Linked DNA regions of Zea mays: region 1 is linked to region 2. The links are chromatin contacts, called in public Hi-C maps. All regions are on one chromosome and are shown on one strand. Each heading gives the region's core, a stretch centred on a gene start, on an enhancer-like site or on the middle of the called end of the contact. The rest is flanking DNA. Distances are from core to core; before and after follow the strand shown. Region 1 holds the start of LOC100280364. Region 2 overlaps LOC100282445 (acetylglucosaminyltransferase/ transferase, transferring glycosyl groups).

The links. Hi-C and Micro-C count contacts between places; a contact is called where the count stands out from the background.
Region 1: a contact with region 2 is called in a Hi-C map of ear, with 9 times the contacts expected there. The contact joins the promoter of LOC100280364 here to the enhancer-like site in region 2. A contact is called at or near these places in 2 of 25 Hi-C or Micro-C datasets (both in ear).

Annotation. Positions count from the first base shown.
Region 1 is chr2:39,102,739-39,107,088 of Zm-B73-REFERENCE-NAM-5.0, forward strand. LOC100280364 reads left to right here and starts at 2,718. Exons shown (of 8, transcript NM_001153290.1): 1 at 2,718-2,835; 2 at 4,321-4,350. The coding sequence starts at 2,828.
Region 2 is chr2:38,998,570-39,002,805 of Zm-B73-REFERENCE-NAM-5.0, forward strand. It overlaps LOC100282445 (acetylglucosaminyltransferase/ transferase, transferring glycosyl groups), which reads left to right. Exons shown (of 2, transcript NM_001176244.1): 2 at 1-1,386. The coding sequence ends at 969. Among protein-coding and RNA genes, the nearest start is that of LOC100282445, 3.8 kb to the left of the region's middle. Within about 2 kb of position 2,937, at least 17 of the 20 cell types and tissues checked have an H3K27ac peak or open chromatin away from gene starts, as enhancers often do. A contact at or near this core is called in ear, where this site is marked.

The DNA.
Region 1 (4,350 bases), core at 1,468-3,967, 100 kb after region 2:
CCTCCCTGTAATCCTTCACCATGCTCACGGTTAAGAGCAGCCTTGGGATCACCTTTGATTAGAGATACTCTGGATTCATTTATGTTGATGGTTTATTGATGATGGCTATAATTATGATATTTGGTACTTTCCTCTTTGAGGAAGTGCTCTCTTTTAAGAATATCAACTTGGGTTTTATGATAAAACTTGGTTTCTATTAATGATAAATACCTGACCAATTAAAAGCAACAACTTTGAGCTTAACCCCACATACAACTAGTTCACTTCAGTCAAATGAGACATTTGCAGAGTACGTTGATGTGTACCCTTGTTTAAACACCAAACACTAGGTTGTCCCTATTGCAACCATTGCTCATGAGAAGACGAAGGGAATGCAGAGAATTTTCAAGAGTTTCAGGACTTCAAGGAATTCTAATCCACATAGTCATTAATCTATGAAGGCCTTATCTTACTATGTTTCATTCAACACTTTGATTTATGTTTAAGTTAATGACTATGTGGATGTTTTGGACATCATTATGTAATAAAGTTATACTTATTTCCGCTATTATTTGAGCATTGCGTGATGATGTCCAATTATGTAATCGATGCGTACGTGAATTTCTGATTCTGGCACGTACATGGTTCGCATTCGTTTTACCTTCTAAAACCGGGTGTGACAGGACAACACTAATGTTATTGTCTTGAGTATTACCACTATGTAAGTGTTTTTGTTGGCATGTAAGCTACTTCAAGTGAATTTTAGAATTAACTTTTCAATTTAACATCTTTGTAATATATTTGTGAGTTTATGTGGTGTCTCCATAATTTGTTTACTTATATATGTTTGTTAAATTTTCAGTGTTAAATGTAATAATGTCACCCTCCTTAATCTATAAATCCTAACTATAAAACTATAATGCTCCTATAATGTTTGACCCCGATGGACAGATTAGTTGTGTCTATAGAGAAACCCTTATGTGGTATGGGTTGTATCGAGTGAAAAAATGGGGTGGATAGGTGGGGTGAGGGTTGTAACATCCTTAAATATATTGAAAATGAAAAATTATCGCACCTAATTAAAATTCGGTGGGAATTGTGGAGCGGGATGCATTGGGGCAGGTATCTGTGGTGGGGGTATCTAGTAAAAAGGGTGAATGGGGGTGAGGGTTTGAACCTTCTTAAAAACTAGTGAAACGAAAAAAAACAGTAGTACACAAATTTTGGTGGAGGGTAGCAGAGGGTTTGCGATGGGAGGCTTATATGGTATGGGTCATATCTAGTGAAATGGGGGTGGATGGGTGGGGGTGCTAGCCTTCTGAAATCTCATTAAAAGTAAAAATGGTCATACCTTAAATTCGGTGGGGATAGTGGAGCGATCTGCAGTGGACATATTTATGTGGTGGAGGTTGTATCTGGTGAAAAATGGGTGGATGATTGGGGGTGGAGATGAGGGCGTCAATCTCCTTAAATCTAGTGAAGTTATAAAAATGGAAGGGTTTGCGTCAGACAAGCTTCCCTGGTATGTGGTATGGGTCCTATCCGGTGAAAGAAGGGTTGGATGGGTGGGGTGGGGTTGTAACCTTAAAACCCATGAAATAGAAAAAACGGTCATATCCTAAATTCGGTGTGATAACGAAGCAGGTTGCACGAACATGCTTATGTGTTAGAGATCATATCTAGTGAAAAAAGAGGAGTAATGGTCGTACCTAGAATCTAGTAGCATTCATACAATTTCTTAAACAAAGGCGTTGTTAAAGGATTGTTTGTGTGAGCCTTGAACTACACTAACATAGAGATATTTTTTATTTTATTTTTTGTACATACATATTTGTGATACTCTAAAATGTATTGTACATATTTTAGTTTTGCTAAACCGATTATTTAAAGTATTGAAATAGATAGAGGACCGTTTAGAGAAACTCTATATATAGAGAATCCAGTAGCGTCCTCTAAATTTAGAGGACCATTTAGAGGACACTACTGGAGAGCGTAGAGGACCATTTGATACTCTATATTTAGGGTAGAGGACCCTTTAGGGTTTCTTGTTGGAGGCAGCCAACTCCAACAAACACCGTAAACGGCCCCGTATCCTTATTTTGCACGCCCACGAGTACTGTTCACCCTCCCAGCAGACTCCCTATCATGAGATGCAAAATTGGTGGAGCTCCATGCACTCCCTTTTCACACGGTTTCTCTCTCCTCCCCACAACTAATTCGAGACATTAACTTTGTTGTGAGGACACGTGATTCGATGCATGCGGATGCTAGAAGCCACGACCGAATAGGGATGCTGTTGGAAACCGAGCATCTATTTTTGGTGGAACCCATAGCCGATGGGGTGTAAAATACGGATAAACGGTCTGCTAGAGTTGGTCTTAGTGTCTAAAGTACTATTACTATGTAAGTATTTTTGTTGGCATGTAAGCCACTTCAAGCGAATTTGGGAATTCACTGTTTAATATAACATCTTTGTACGACTTTCATGAGTTTGTGTGGGCCTGTGGGGTGTTCCTATAAACTCTTTACTTATATTTATGTTTGTTATATATACAGTGTTATTAAATGTAATCATGCCACTCTCCCTAATCTAAAATTCCGACGACTACCTCTTTGGACAGATCGTGTCTCTGACTTGTCCCACTCCGCTCAGCCTCAGCCCGTTCCTAGTATAAAAGCCACGGCCCGCGGCCACCCGGTGCTCACACGCAGACGCACGCCTCAAGGCTTCACAAGTTCTCTCACAAGTTTCTCTGCCCTCTCTTACTACTGCTGGGGTGCGCGGCGCTCCACCCGCAGCAGCAACAGCCGGCTCCCGCTCCGCTGCCCCGCCGGGCCGCTCCCGGCCATGGATACGTAAGACGTCGATCTCTTCTTCTTCCTTATTACTAGCTTTGCGCTCCGTCGGACCATCGGTGCCGTCGGGTTCGCTCGTGTGTGCACCCGGGTTGGGGTGGGTACGGTTCGCTCGTGTGTGCAGCCGGGTTGGGGTCGGGAGTGGTCTGCGGATTTGGAGCGGCTGGCCCTCTCGGTTTCTCGGGCCGATTGATCGACGAGGCGGCGGTTCCGGTGCGTGCGTGGGGTTGGTTTCGTGAGCCGGACGGCTCTGGTTTTTTATGAGGCCGCTCTGATGCCCCTGGGCTTGCCGGCGACAGGAGGGGAGGATGATCTCTGAGCCACGTCGGAATGTGCTCTAGGTCGGCCGGAGACGAGTTCCGAGCCCATGTAGACGGTGGGGGGCCGCGTCCATCTGCGGTTTACCGGCCTGTCCGGCCAGAAGGCAAGCCACTTTGCAGCCTGCGGGGGTGCAAGAGGAAGCATCCGCTGTGAGGATTGAGGAAGCAGAGGAATCTTCTGTTTGCTGCGGACCTACCGAGTGTGGAGATGGATCCTGTGCAGTCTATTGGGTCCATCACAGCTGACCCGACGCCGGCTGAGCTCCATCGATCTGTGATCATTGTGAGGAAGAGAGGGGATTTGGAAATTGGAATCTGTGTGTTCTAGTACAAGGCAGCTTTGGAGATTGCATTTCCTGGAGGCGGAAATGCAGAGTACTGAATCATGCCAAGTTCTACTGCTTTATACACTCCGGTCATCCGGTGCATGTTGAGGCGCAAGAGGAATCTTCCGCTAGAAGGAAGCCTAAGGAGTTTATTATTTTTTCCCATAAGACTGACAAGTCCTAGGAGTTGGGCATTGCCTGGTCGCGACGCGGCTGACCTTATCTGGCACTGGGCTTGGATGATTTAGCAGATCTACAATCACAATCCCCCGCTTCACTTTGCAAACAGTATAGTCAGTTTGACGTCTTCTATTTTACACCATCTACCAAAGAAACCTGATGTGGTCGCAAAAAAGAAGAGATTTCAGATCCCAACGCGTAGATTGTTTATCGCCCCAAGCAAGAGGTGGTGCGGAAATGGCAGTCACTGCTGTCGGAACAAATAGTGTATTATGGTGACTGTAATCTAAGGGTCGTGCAAGGTCAAGTGTCAGCCAGAGTGCTCTGTTCTGTTCAGCCTCCTGGTATGTTTGCTGTGGCATAGCACCCTTGGCAAAGTACAACCAAATTCAAATGGAGACGAGGAGCAGGATTGAATCATAGTGGGATGGGACACAGTGTGGCAGTGATTGGGGAAAGTTAGCAGCTCCAAAATTGCATGCACGTCAACGGCCGGTCCATGGGTCAAATGCTCTTTTGATCATGTTTCTGCTACACGTCGTCGTTTCACTAAATTATTTTTTTCTTCGAAAGTTCTCGCTTGAGTTTATCTTATGTCTGCGAAAGATACTACCATAAAATCTAAACCCTAACAGAAATGAATGCTGCACCTTTTTCAGTTCGTGGATTATGAATGGGTTGGGTCTTGC
Region 2 (4,236 bases), core at 1,687-4,186:
GTCACATACTTCCTGCGGCCCATCTGGGAATCTCCTCCCAAGCCCTTCAAGACAATCCCTCACTACTACCATGAGAACGTCACCATGGAGAACCTGTGCAAGTTACATGGTTGGAAAGTCCGTGACTTCCCGCGTCGTGTCTTTGATGCTGTACTCTTCAGCAATGAGCTTGATATCCTGGAGATCCGCTGGAATGAGCTTAGTCCCTATGTGTCCGAGTTTGTGCTTCTTGAATCCAACTCAACCTTTACTGGCATAAAAAAGCCCCTCCACTTCAAGGAAAACAAGCACCGTTTTGGGTTCGCTAAATCACGGCTGACATATGGTAATATTGGGGGAAGGTTCGTGAAGGGGGAGAACCCATTTGTTGAGGAGTCATATCAGAGGGTTGCCCTGGACCGGCTTCTTAAGCTTGCAAGAATAGAAGACGATGACCTGCTGATCATGTCGGACGTTGATGAAATCCCGAGCGGCCACACAATCGATCTCTTAAGGTGGTGCGACGGCATTCCAGACATACTTCACCTTCAGCTCAGGAATTATCTCTACTCGTTCGAGTTTTTCCTGGACGACAAGAGCTGGAGGGCATCGATACACAAGTACCAAGCTGGAAAGACGAGGTACGCGCACTTCCGGCAGGCAGACGAGCTCCTCGCCGATTCAGGGTGGCATTGCAGCTTCTGCTTCCGCTACATAAGCGATTTCGCATTCAAGATGCAAGCGTATAGCCACGTCGACCGGATCAGGTTCAAGTACTTCCTGAACCCTGAGAGGATCCAAGATGTCATCTGCAGAGGGGCGGACCTTTTCGATATGCTTCCAGAAGAGTACACGTTCCAAGAGATCATCGCCAAGCTGGGGCCGATCCCGAGCACGTATTCTGGCGTTCATCTTCCTAGCTATCTGCTAAGGAATGTCGACCGGTTTAGATACCTTCTACCGGGCAACTGCAGGAGAGAAAGTGGCTAGGTTTTATGGCCCACTACCCTGCAACCTGTTGTGCGTGGGTGGGTGGGTGCCAGTGCCACACTGCCCCGCTGCAAAGCTGCTGTCCATGGGATATCTGTGGCAGTTCACCTGGTACGGTTGCCTAACGTAGTTGAACAAATGCTTTGGGGAAGAATTGGTTCATGGATGGGGGTGAGCACATGATTCTCTAATGTGTAATAGAACATGGGAGGAGGATCTAACGGCATAGCGCACGCTTGGTCCTGGCTGGGTGTGCATGAGCTGAGCGGTTTGTCATTGTCATTCATTACTTCCCTGATTGATATATATAAACTCAAAAAGGCTGTTGTAGATTGCAATCCAAGTGGTATTTCAGAATTACATATTGTAGAACCGGACCTTGCTCGTCAGATGATTGATACTCCCTCAGTTCTTTTTTATTTGTGCGTATAAATATTCGAGAACAGAGGGAGTATAATTTGCATATGGATTTGTTCTTACTTGATGTTTTGTTTTGTCCGTAGAACCGGTCCTTGCTTCAGCCTTGTATTTGTATGCATCGTTTGCCACAGCCTTAGCTTGACCTCATATCCGAACTTTGTATGGTAAAACCAAGGACTTATTTATACGTACATAGACAGGCCAATTGCTCCACTGTACAAATTTCCAAGGTAGAAATACCTAAGGGTCTGTTTGAAAGTAGATATTGGAGATGTTAAAATTGGATTAGACCCAATACCAAATCTGTCTAATATTGAAAATGAGTTTCATATAAATCTATTGTTTGGATGTATCTAGGATTGCAATTACATCCAATACCTAGATTCTTAGCTCTGAATTGGGAGGGACACTTTTTAGTTGAAGTCCAATTTCATGAAATTGAACTTTAATTCCAGCTCTGAATTTAATAGACAACCAAACAACAGAATTCAGAAATCCTGATTACAATTTCCAATTCCAGTCTTGAATATCTACGTCCAAACAGGACCATAAGGTCTAAACCAAATAAGCGCCTGTTTGGAGTTCAAATTTATCCAAAAATAAACGCCGATATAGGGTGTCATCTGTAATCTGTACTGAGAATATCCACGCATTTAGAGTCAAAATTTGTCCTAAAATAAACATCGATATAGGGTGTCATCTAGTGTAATTTGTACTGCTCTGGCAGCTGTAACCCGGTGGCGTGGCTGCGAATCACCTTGGAACCAAGCAAAGAAAAAGAAAGAAAAACTTGTAGGGGTAGTATCGTTCTATTATCCTTCATCACGCTTTTCGTGCTAGATACTAAAAATGCTACTCTTTCTACTTTAAATTATAAAGTTGTTTTAGAAGACTAAACTATTTCAAGGTTAATTAGAATTATAAAGAGAATTACAAAAAATGTAATACTGTAAAAATATAATTGATATAAAAAATGTAATGATCTCTTTATATCATAAATGCTATTAGTTTATTGTATAAATTTGGTTAAATTTAATATTTTAAATTTTAAAAGAAAAATAGAATGACTACCAACGGAAGAAGTAACTTTTTTTTGACGGATGGGTTACTGATTGTTTTTAAGCTGAATTCTGTGTACACAACTCTTGTTAGTTGTTACTGTAGTCCGAACATTCTGTGCGCTCTCTTCTTTCCATCCGGGATGTCCCCTGTCAGCTTGCCATGCCATGTCTAGTCTAGCACCCGAGCGAAATCTCAAGCCAGACAGGGTTTCTGCGACTCGGCGGGTACGCTGGCTTGAGAGTACCATGCCTTTGCTCCGCGTCCGTTGACTTGACTGGCCTGGTGCATGAACCTGACGGGATTTTTGCGTTAATAACCAGGCAGGCATGAGCAAAGCTAGTCTGCACCAGGCTTTTGTATGGGCCTTTAAGCGTCGTGACAGGGTTTCTGCACTTCCATCACTGAGTTATTGTACTGGGCCTCTTTGCAGTAAGTGGGAAGAGTTGGGCCCAATCACAACGGCATCGTGGTTTTACCCGAGATCGAGCGAGTCCCCGGCCACGCGTCACCCGTGCCTCTGCCTCCTTCCTTGCTTCGCCGCGAAGGAGTCAGGCTGAGGCAGCCCGAAACAAATGCAAGCGCATATCCCTAGCGACACTGCCCGTTGCCAGGTACTGACTGGCCCGTGTCCAGTGTACACTGTGCGACTCAGTTTGTCTTGCGTCTTGCTATGCAAGAAAAAGATTTGTTAATCATCGATTAATTAGACATAATAAAATTGTCTGGCATCTAGGAACTGGGTGTCAAGCCCAAGAAATTCCTTAGGAACGGCCCACCGATCAAGTTCCCGTTGAGCAACCTCGTGAGGCGAAGCGGACGACTGAGCCCCTGCCGAGCAACACTGCGAGCTGGAGCGGACGACCAAGTCCCCGTCGAGCAACCCCGCGAGGCGAAACGGACAAACAAGTCCCTCCCGACCAACCCCGCGAGACAAAGCGGACGACCAAGTCCCTGCCGAGCAACCCCGTGAGGCGGAGCGGACGACCAAGTCCCTACCGAGCAACCACGCAAGGCGAAGCGGACGACCAACTTCATGACGAGCAACCCCACGAGGCGGGACAAAGTGACCAGATCCCGTACCAATCTAACTGGTGTAAGAGAAAGGCCGACCCAATGCTACGGGCCCGCGTCAGCGTGACAAGACGGGTCATCACCAAACCACGTCCAGGACTCGGGTACGATGTCAAAGGGTCCCGACAAACGTCAAACGGTGCATTGTCATGTACTGTCCCAGGCAACCCCCCACTGACGTATGGGGACAGTCAACCCCGGTCGTAGAGACCTCATCGTTGAAGTCTCTACAGTGACCCGCATACCGGAAAGGAGATGCAGTTCTGTTTCGCTCGATGCCAGCTCTAGGCGGGAGACGTAGTTCCGTCTCGCCCAAGGCTGACCTCGTCCAGGAGATGCAATTCCGTCTCGTCCGAAGCCAACCTCGGGCGGGAGACACATTCACGACTCGCTCGAGGCCAACTTCGGATGGGAGATGCAGCCGCGACTCGCCTGAGGTTTGCTTGATGGCCTCCCAATGACTTGCCTAGCAAGGCATGCCCTCGAACCGCAACCAGGCTGGATAAGCTTGACCTAGTGAGGCAAGCCAGGTAGGGGGTGCGACATTGATTCCCGACGACTCCATGGCTATCATCTTCAACACTCCGATCATATTCAACTCCATGAGGCTTTCTGCTTTGGATCCCTCTCCCGCATTGTGGATCGAGAAGGCGTCCTGCATTGCATCGTGAATCCATCCGAGAATAGGCCTTCTCCGAGGGCACCGATCGCGGA